Regions from separate parts of the Ovis aries genome. Here region 2 is linked to region 1. Evidence: chromatin contacts called from public Hi-C data. All regions are on one chromosome and are shown on one strand. The core of a region is the stretch at or near the end of the contact, and the rest is flanking DNA. Distances in the headings are between cores, read along the strand shown.

Region 1 (5,474 bases), core at 146-2,645:
GAAACATTTAAGAAGTGTGCAAACTGGCATCTGTCCAGGGTGATGGCTGTCCCACCTGTCTAGGGAAGACCTCCAAAGCTTTCACCCAGAGGCACAGTAGATCTCATCAGGGGCGCCTTAATTATTGTAGCTGTTAAGGTAAATCAATATAATTGTGGGAGCATAGGGAGTAAGGAAAAGACTTATATTTTGCAAAACAATCCATGGGATCAAGCAGCCAAGAGTTTAATTTGGAAATGCGAATATCTATCACTTAGCTTTTCAAACAGTGTTTATGTGGACAATGAAGAAATCAGGAGGGGCAGAGCAACAACAGCAACAAATGAAAAAACAGGGCAAGAAAGAGGAGTTATTTTCATACATTATATTAATTTATATTCTATTGCATATGAAAAAGGTGATTGTCTTGATCCAAATGATTTCACCCATTGAAACCATTAGGGGGGGACTTCCCTGGTAGTCCGGTGGTTAAGACTTCAGGTTCCAATGCAGAAGGCAGGGTTCAATACCTGGCAGGGAGTTAAGATCTCACGTGTCTCATGGCCAAAAGGAGGAACCACAAAACACAAGTAATACTGTAACAAATTAAATAAAGACTTTAAAAACGGTCCACATTAAAAAAAAAAATCTGAAAACATTTTAAACCATTAAGACATGGGAAAAATCCTGTCTAGGCCGTTTGATGACATCTTCCTGCATCCTTTTCAGGGAGGAAGGTGAGATGCCACTAAGAGTTCAGGAGGACGCTTTCTTTCCTATGTTCAACAAGGGATTGGGTAGCAACTAGGCAGTAGCCTTCTTTTTGGATCTGTTTGCCAAAGCCCCAGTACCCATTAGAATTTTCTGGGGTTGGGCTGCTGAAGAGCAAGAACTGGGGAGGCTGGATTTGGGAGGCCTGGTTTCTCGTGCCACTTTTTAACTTGCGGACACTGGGCACACTGTTTCTACCCCTTCGGTTTCATTATTTGGGAGATGGCAGCAATACTGTGTCTGTTTCATGCGGCTGTTATGACGATGAGCTGGGCTTGAGTGCGAAAAGCTCTTTACAAACCATTTAACCCTCTCCAGATGTGAGTTATTATCATCTTTCTACAGAATAGGACACTGCAGAAAAGACTCCTTGACACTTTTAGTCAAAACTTGACCCTAAGCTCATTCTCGCTGCAAAGCGAAAGGGTTGCGGTGCCCCGCAGCAGGCCGGGGCAGGGTCACCCACGCTGCCGGTGTACGGTCACTGCAGTATTCATTCCTAGAGGTTGCTGGCCCTGGGTCCTCCCACTGGTCTCCCGCGGAGGGCCCGCGCAAGTTCCTCTCATCAGGGTGGTGCCAGGGAGAGGGCGTGGGCAGGGCGGGGCCGAGAAACTCGGGGTGGGGCGTGGCCTCCCGGGGAAGGGCGGGGCCTCGCCTCCCGGGCGTTCCGGGGGCCGCCGGCGCGCGGGGCTAGCCAGCCAGCGAGCGGACGAGCGCGCGGCCCCTGCGCACTCGGCCGCCGCCCGCGCGCGTCGCTGGCACAGCTGCGTTCTCGCCTCCGCGGCTGGGCGCCGGGTCCCACGCGAGCCGTCGTTGAGCGCCCCGCGCTCCCCGCACCTGCGCCCCTTCCTCACCGCAACAGGTCAGGGGCGGGCGGAGGCGGCGAGGGCGCGCGAGCAGAGAGTGGAGGACTCCAGGTCTGGAAGGTGAGCGGAATCCTGCGCCCCGCTACCCCGAGCTGGAGGTGGGGGGGTTGGGGTGGTCATCCCGGTCCCGGCGCCGCGGCCGCTGACTTCTGGGAAGCCCCGGCTCTCCCGCCTGGCAGCCGGCTTCCCAGCACGCTGACTCAAGTCGCTTGGCGTTCCCACTTTTCCGGTGGGAACCTTCGGGGAGAACGGGCGAGGGAGACGCCGAGCTCTCTACCGCCCTTACCAATTCCCCGCAGGTAGCGTCTAGAAAAACTGGGGAGGGGAGCGCAGGAAGAGACCCGTCCTCCTCCCCACCTCTCTCACTCCACCGAATCCCACGTCTGCCCGTGCGCCCCGCGTCTTGCGGAAAGATGTTCATGTATTGGAACCTGGTCCCGGGGTTGCGTAATAGAAGAGTCCCAGAAGTTTCTCTGCGGAGTGGGGGTAAAAGCGGGGCTTTTCTCTTCTCCGTTACGAGGCCCCCTCCCCCCTTTATCGTCACCCCTCCCCCACTACGTCTAGGAGAGAGATTAGTGGTTCCAGTCTCCTCAAATTGTGATCGAGATGGAGGTGTGCGGCGGTGGTCCGCAGACTCCAGAGAGGGAGGGGAAAAGTTGGAGGCACCTTCTGAGACCTGCTTCTGGCGCAGAGGGAGACGGCGTCTGCAGAGCGTGGAACTGGTTAATTTCCCTCGGTGATACATTCTTCTTGATGTCTGAGCCTCTGACTGCCACACGCTAGCCCTCCGACTTTGCGAGCGCCGGGGTTGGCGAATTAGGAGGGAGAGGACCTGGAGCGTTACAGGAATCATCCTTTACCTTAAGGTGCTTGGGAGTTACGTTAATGAAGCTGCGAGGGACCTGCAAGGGGTCTTGCGACTTTCCTCCTGGGTTAGTCTCCGCAAACCCCGTATTGTTATGTAAATTGCCCTGGGAAGACCCTTGGCTTTGGAGGTGGAGATGAGTCCGGTCTTCCGGGAGCCCATCTCTGTTGACGGGTGGGGGTGGGTGTCGAAGTGGGGGTGGGGAAGGCCTTGCAGACGAAGTTTTTTTTTTTTTTTTAACAAAACAGTGGGGTGGGATAATCTTAACCCAGTTGGTGCACGTTGCAGGAGGGGATGGGGGCGGGGAGGATGGATGACCTACCATCAAGAAACCAGACAGATTTAAATCTTAAAGCCGAAACCGTACATTAAGGCGAAGACCCATGGGTGTTTCTTGAGACGCTTGGCAGGTGAGAAGAGCTCAGTAATTGAGGCAGAGAAACGCCAGGCAAGGGACCGGCCTGAGAATGTGGGTGATTTTGCTTGTGGAAGATTGTTTCAGAACAAGGTCAGGCAGAGGTGGTAGAAGGTACGGGCGGTGGTGGGACCCTCCACCCTACTCCCGGACCTACCTGGTGTCAGACTCCGAGTAGCGACAGAAGTCACGAAAAAGAAAGACCCTGGAACTCGGCAGTCTAGTTCTGCTTAGAGGCTTAAGAATACCTAGGCATGCCCTTTTTCAATGTTTACTTCCTGTGTCTAATGTATTTCCTTAGCTTGCCTTTCATCTTTAGTGGAAAGGGTTCCTTGAGTGGATATTCTGGAAATTCACAGGAGAGTTGGAAACTACGAATGGTTTGCCTGCTTTCATTTAGAGGTGGTGTCTGTTTGCCAAGGTCGGAAAGTATTATATTCGAAGATAAATATGCAGAAGAGGAATGGGGAGAACTAAGAGATAATGACCGAAGAGAATGAAGAACAGAGAAAGTAGGAGAATAGATAACTAGTACTTAAAAAGCTAATTTGAATTCAGCTAACTGAGGAGAGAGGGGACCAAGGAAAGAATTTGAGACACGTTGGTCACTTTAGGACAAAGAGGTATTGAAGAGTGGGACACAAGGTTTTGGAGAAAAAAATGAATTTAAATACTGGGGACTTCCTCACCCCTCCACCCCTTCTTTTCTTTTTCTAAATAGAACTGACAGCGATGATGTGGCTGGAGATATGCAACTTGGAGGTGTGTTGCTGTGGACCCTTTGCAGGAAGAAAAGAACTATTGCATATCAGAATTAATACGTCTTATTCATTCACTGTGGCAATTGAATTTCTGTAGTGTCTTTGGCATTTGCTTAACTCTTCAATCTGTTAAAAAATGCTCTTAACTCTTCAACCTCCTAAAAATACGCTTTTCAAGACTTACATTGTGTTAATTTTGAATACAGAAATCATGAAGGCGCTGAGAATTTATGCAAGAGTAAAGATCAGGTGATTTTCAACATTGCTTTCTCTTACAAGATGTAAAATATGCATGCATTTCCACCAGAAGTCACTGTTTGCCACCAGAAGTCACTGTTTCGTTGTGAGGTTATGAGACCTTTAGTAGTTAGACTGTGTCAAAACTGGCTTTCTCTTCTGTTTCCTATTAGTTTGACTGAATTTTACAAGGAGTTAGTGGAGCTAAAAGTTATTTTTATTGACTAAAATACTTGCTTAATTTGGCTTTGATTACATGGAAGAGTTGTCTAAGATACATATATATATATGAGTTGCATCTTTATTAGGAACATTTATAAGTTACTGGAGCCATGTGATTGTTTAGTTGACGTTATAGTGCTTTGGGGATTGAAAAGATGAATTAAAAAAAATAAACATGGGAAAGGCAAGCTTGTTTTCCATATTTTAAAGACACAAATGAAAAGCGTTTCATGCTCAACTCTCATTTTGTGCTTTCATTGATCAGATTTGCATAATGCAAGTAAGTTGACTTGATGAAGTTAGTCCATTATTTAAATTCCAAATCTTTAGGTTTGTGCTGTCACTTGTGAAAAGGGTAGAACTAATTTATATATAGATATCTGGATTGTTATAAGACATACACAGGGGACAATATACCCTGCAGATGTCCCTTAAGGTATGGCATCATAGCTCGAAAATCCTTACTATTGAATCTCTACCCTGAAAAATGTCCTTGAATTCATTTGCTATCTTAGTATTTCTGTTGAAGGTAAAAGCCCAGAGTTCCCCTATTTTAAGACTAGACCGTTAACAAAATTTTCAGGAGATTGAGAAAGTATGTTAGACAGTTCAAATTAAGGAACTGCATTGACCATACTCATAGAAAGTTTTGTAAATAAATTATATTTTTCATTAAATTATAAAGTCAACAATGACTCCCATTCTCAATGATATTTAATTGACCGTGGCTTTCCAGCAGCCTCTTTTTAGATGCAGCAGTAGCTTATTTAATATTTGCTGAATTAATATTAGATTTTATTACAAGAGATTACATAAACCCTGTCATCTGTTTACTAAAATTCTACCACCATGCAGAAGTAAACATGAAATATTTAGTTCTTTGTAGGTACATATCTTTATTCCTGGCTGTTCATAAGAGCATAAGAGATTGTTATGGGGATAGATGGGGAACCATGAGGCTCTCAGGCCTTCAGAGTTGCTAATAGGCATTTCTGTTTTATGCCTTAGGACAGAACTCTTTCAGTAGTGTTCTCCAGGGGAAGAAAATCAGCTGATTTTCTTAAATTATCTGGCCCATTTAGAACATGACTAAGGATTTCTTGCTCAAGCAACTTTTTCCTATTAAATGACTGAGATTATTGTGACAAGTGGAGTCCAGAGAAATCAATTACATCCTTAATGTAATACCTCATGTTCATTCCCGATACCTTATAAACATCCAGTATCTTCTAAGTGCCAGACAGTGCTCTCAGCATTGGAGGAACTGAAAACACCAGGTTAAGGCAGAGAAAGAGCCCATGCAGGTGGAGTTTACATCCACAAAGCACGGAGCACCACAGCTGTTTACCAGTGGCGTT
Region 2 (5,328 bases), core at 2,038-4,537, 150 kb after region 1:
ACAAAGGTAATTCCTTACAAGTCTAGTAGGCACTGCATCCACACCAGTGACAAGGTCTGAAGTATTGCTGTGTGCTGGATTAATCAAGTACTGTTTGTTGAACTCTTTAGAGAATAGGTTAACACTGCAATTAATTTAGCTCCTAAAGTGCTTCCTAATGCTTTCAAATGCTTCTTCACTCTTCAATTATGTCAATAAGAATGTCTTACATGTGTGTAGGATTTTGTAGAGTATGAAAGTAATCAAGACTTTATAATAAAATCTTTTTTTTTTTTTGTAATGTCTTTTCCTTAGGGGGGGACAACAGAGGACAGGGGGGAAAGTAAGGTGGCATTTCTGCTTCCTAATTCAGAATTTAGGCACATATAGACACACATTGACACTTGTCATACCTCCTGTATTGTTTAAAAGTTTAATGTGATCAGCTACATCTGTGGTGGTTTTAATAGCAAGGTAAATTGCCGACTTAGAAGATTCTGTTAAAGTATTTGTGAACAATGTTTTTAAAACATTGCCCTTTTTTTTGGTTTTGGTTTTTGTACTTTTGATAACCTTCAGAATATAGAAATCTCACCTCAGATCTGTGTTCAATCCAGCCTGGTATACATGCATATTGTTAACATCACTATTCCTTTCCATAGTGTCATTGAGATTTTAATCTACCCAAACCAGAATTTGCCATGTTATATACTAAACATATTTTCTAATGATAATGTTTTTCTTAAAAAAATGTAATTCATTATTTATTTTAAGGTAAAACATTACACTTTGGAAGGAAAAATGAACTGTAGGGAACAGCAGAAGAAATAAAACCCATTTTATGTAAAAATTAGATTTATCAATATTTATCAGATTTAGCAGTGGCACAACCTTGGATTTACAAATCTTAATATTTTATTAACTAGAGATTTTCATTTTTCTTTCTAGGATTCTCAGCATATCAGTTCTGCAGTCCCAAACCAAAGTAAGTAAATACGTGGAACTGATTATTGCACTGGAGAATAAAGCATGTTTTTTACTGTTTTAATATAGAAAATATTCATGGAAAATGATGAGGTTAACTTCAGCAGAGATGAGGTTAAAGCTAGGAAGGGCAAACATAAAGCTGTTCTCTAGGTGGAATTTCAGATTAATGCAAAGAGTTAATGAAAGTGTCTTACTAAAGTACCTAACAAATATAATTTGGCGTTACCTGACATACGATAAATATCTCGAGAGTGACTCTAAAAGCATATACAGTTACCCAGGAATTGTATAAAAAGACAAATTGGAGTATTTTCTGTGCTTCTTGTATTTATTTTAAACAAAAGAAATTTCTACAGGGAAGAGAACACACAGCTTCTTTAGACCTTCTGTATATATTGGCCTTATAATTCGTTTTTGGTTCTTTTAAATGGATTGTAAATACTGGAGAATTCAGGAGGAAACAGAACCTTCACTGGATCTAGCCTCTCTCTTTATCTGTAACCCTTTGGTTCACTAAATTCTTTGTTTCCCAACTATATCCAAGGCATTTCAAGCCTTACAAAAATGACTGATGTACTTCCAGTCATTTAGTTCATCAACATATGGTGAGTGCCCAAGTTACGATGTATTGGTCTTCACAGGGCTTAGGGAGACCAAAGTAAGGTGTGTGGTGTGTTCATATGTGTGGGAGAAGGTTGCTCATAGATATTCCATGAAGGTAACTCTTCTTCAGATCTTTCCATCTCATTCTTTTCCCTCACTTATATTTTTCCCTTGATTATCCAATTATTTCTATTGCAAGGATTTGAGGAGAACAAAAGAGATGAGGGAAAATAAAAAATGGAATTAGTCTTTCTCTAGAATAGGGGAAGCCTATAGCCTAAGAGTCAAATCTGTTGTCCAGCTAGTTTTCATAAAGAAGGTTTTATTAGGACACACCCATGCTCATTCATTTATCATCATGTCTCACACTATATAGCAAGCAAAGTTTAAAATAGTTCCATCGGACCTTTACAGAAAAAGTGTGCTTCTCCCCGCTCTACAGATAGTGAGTAAGACCTTGTGAGTAACTCCTAACTAAATTTCTCCCAAATGCAGAGATACGGACTTGACCATCTTGCATGGTATTGGGGAGACTGGGAAATCTTTGTTTCTCAACCTCTTGGCAGCCTATCCAAAGATAGATAACAAGTGAAGTGGCACAGCTCCGCTGTGGACAGGACTGCTATGCACCCTTCTCCTTCTTGCTCCTCCACCCCTCAATTCCCCCCACCTTCTAGGGCTGCCAGTCACGCATATTATATGCCTTCCACTGAGTCACTCACAGTTTGCATGATTGCTACCTCCTGGTTTAAAAAGACCCTGTGATCCTTCAAACTGTGTGATTTCTCCTTTTAGCACAATACAGTTGAACTTTGCCGGGGGTGGAGGCCCTCCAGGCCTGTGGAACAGTGTAGGCTGAGTCCTCGTTGCCCTGATGAAGTTTTCAGATGCTGGCAGGTCATCCCTAGGTCTGGGCTCAGCAGATGCTTATTACCTTGGGGTCTTTTATGCTGCTGCCGTTCTGTCTATTGGTTCTGGAAAAGCTGGTTTACCCCTGTGAGGACGTGGGCAGGAGTGAGAGAGGGGTGCTAGTCGGACCCAAGAGGGGTCTGGTTGTGTGCTGGTTGAAGATGGAGTGGAGTATGTGCAGATAATAGCTTTCAGAGAAATGAAGTGTGACATCTGTTTCTCAAAGTATGCCCAACAAGCAAATTCAAATTTCATGAAAAATTAGGCTTTTGGAGTCTGTAGAGAATGAAGTGGTAAAGAACCCGCTTGCCAATGCAAGAGACAAAAGAGATGCGAGTTCGATCCCTGGGTCGTGAAGATCCCCTGGAGGTAGGCATAGCAACCCACTCCAGTATTCTTGCCTGGAGAATCCCATGAACAGAGGAGCCTGGCGGACTACAGTCCATGGGGTTGCAAAGATTCAGAGATGACTGAAGCGACTTAGGATGCATGCACACAGAAAATGAAGTATATCCCATATATACATCCCTGTATGTCCCAGGATTTATGTCCACATGTGCAAAAAAGCACAGCTGCTTGAGGATTACCAGAGCCTCATGGAGCTTAGGACCTGGTCAGGATGTCTGTGTGGAAGCCCCTGTGCATGGACTTTAGCTCCTTTAATTTGTAATCCCAGCCCTAATTTGCTAGCCAGAAGGGGAAACGAACTGAAAATACTGGGTAAGAGCTGCTGCCCCCATGAGGATGAAGCCCTGAACTGCAGTTATTTAAGGGTCTTCTGGGTCATTTGTGGTTACTCTACTCCCCGCTGTCTGAAAGGCACCCATGTTGCCATTCAGCTTCTGCGTCAGGTCCAGACACAGACACGGTCTCCCAGCTGCTCTTCAGCCTCTACACTTAACATTTCCTGTTCCTTTCTGGGTCATGTCAGGTAACACCAGCAGGTTCCTCTTTCTGAGAAATTGTTGTATTGTGCCTGGTGGCGTCTCAAAGTATTAACGTCCCGTTATGGCACTCGGAGCCCTCTGACCTCCCCAGAGCCCTTCACGTTGCCCTCCACACACTCTGCACCCCAACCTTCGCCTTTCTGATCTGCACCATTTCAATTGCTCCCACGTTTCTTGCCTGCCTTCACATCGTCTCTTCTTGCCTGAGGGCCTTCTTCGCTCTCATCTCCCGCTTGCCTGCAGTCATTTCTGTCAAAAATCTCACCCATCCTTTGCAACACACTTAATTTTGTTTCTTTTCTGATTTGCCTTCTTTCGTCATGACCAGTGGTGTGATGCATCTCTAGATTCCCGGGACGTTTCATTTAGACGATGGGTTTGTGTGCGGATCTCTCACTGCCTAGGTTGTAGATGCGCGTTCCCGGTTGCTGTCCCTCCGTCAGCTGTACACTCATCGAGGATGGGGGCAAATGTCTTGAGCATCTAGGTGTCTGTAAGAGGCGGTTTGTGACCAGCAGTTGAATGAATGAATTGGGGGTGTTGAATGATGGGGGGACAGGTGGGAGCACATGAAAGAGAGTGCTAGCAAATCGCTGATGGATGTGTGACATCAAACCAGGTGGGGTGGCGTCACGGTGCTTCCACAGGAGCCCCCATCAGCGGACCCCAAGAGAGTCTTCTGTGGGGTCGGCTGGCCAGCCAGCACTCTCAGGGTTTTTCAGTTCTGAGTAAGCCTTCTCTCAAGATGTAACATAAATGTTATTTTATAATAGCTCTCTGTTGACAAAATTTAAGTGTACTAAGTGTTTTTAGGTGAAAAGGTGGTGGGAAATAGCAGGGAAAAAAAGGGGGGGTTTATAACTAACAGTCTCATGAATTTGTCATTGTGCTCATCTGATCATTTTTCCCTCCTCCACAGAACAATATGATACATCTTCCAAAACTCACAGTAATTCTCAGCAGGGAACATCGTAAGTAACATGCTTTTGTTTATTAAAAGTTTATAATGTTATAATTTCCCATGTAAATCTGTTGCTTAGATTCCCCCCCACCCCCACCCCCCTTGTTTTTAAAAGATGACTCATAAAACACTGCTGAGTTGTGAAGGGAAGAAATGACCTACATTTCTACTGGGGTTAAGTTCTCCTGTTGAAAGTTGAGGCACCTTAAGCATTTGCTAAGGGGGTTTTCTCAAAAAGAAAGGCATTTGAGCCATTATTTACATGTTAACCCTGGAAAATAGAAGGTTTTAGCTTTATAAATTTCAGTCTTAAATAGCTTTAGCTTTTGGAAGCAAATTGTGGGGGGGGGGGTTGTACACAGTCTCAGATTTTCTGCCACTTTTTTGGCCTCATTTTAACTACTAAAGAATGTCTTGCTGCCCAGCTGTTCTTTATTAAGGCCAAGTAAGTCCAGATATGTTTGGGGTTTTTGAAACAGTTGAAACTACATAGTAGAGATTTTTAAACCAGCGTTTTGACCTAATTTGTCATTTCTTGGTGGTATTGAACTAATAATTCTTCCCATAACTAGCAGTGGTTCAGCTAGTGAGTGAGGAGATCTTTCTCGCCTCAGATATTTGATCAGTTACTAACATAGCATTGCTTGTCTCCGAGGACTTCAACTTTCTTCTCATTTTAAGGCCTACTATTTGTCCATGCATTTTTGGAAGGCGGTGCTGTGCTGGATTGAATATTTTGGAAACTATATAGTTGAGGCAAAGAGGTTGTTTTCTTTCTTCACCATGACTGAATATGAGACTGGGTAAAATAACTATTTCCAGAGCCAGGTCCTCGATGTAGTTACTTTCACTTCTTCATGGTAAAGTAAGAAAAAAAAAATTTGTTGTTGTTGTTGAAAAGCTAAATTTATTATAGTTTCCAGGTTGGATTTGGGTGTATAA

What was found. Hi-C and Micro-C count contacts between places; a contact is called where the count stands out from the background.
Region 2: a contact with region 1 is called in a Hi-C map of blood, with 1.8 times the contacts expected there. The contact joins the enhancer-like site here to the promoter of AFF1 in region 1. A contact is called at or near these places in 5 of 16 Hi-C or Micro-C datasets (blood, hypothalamus, liver and 2 more).

What each region holds. Positions count from the first base shown.
Region 1 is chr6:102,561,453-102,566,926 of ARS-UI_Ramb_v3.0, forward strand. AFF1 (ALF transcription elongation factor 1) reads left to right here and starts at 1,396. Exons shown (of 19, transcript XM_042251616.2): 1 at 1,396-1,676.
Region 2 is chr6:102,708,069-102,713,396 of ARS-UI_Ramb_v3.0, forward strand. AFF1 (ALF transcription elongation factor 1) reads left to right here. Exons shown (of 19, transcript XM_042251616.2): 4 at 1-6; 5 at 928-964; 6 at 4,345-4,396. Among named protein-coding and RNA genes, the nearest start is that of KLHL8, 120 kb to the right of the region's middle. Within about 2 kb of position 3,288, at least 4 of the 54 cell types and tissues checked have an H3K27ac peak or open chromatin away from gene starts, as enhancers often do.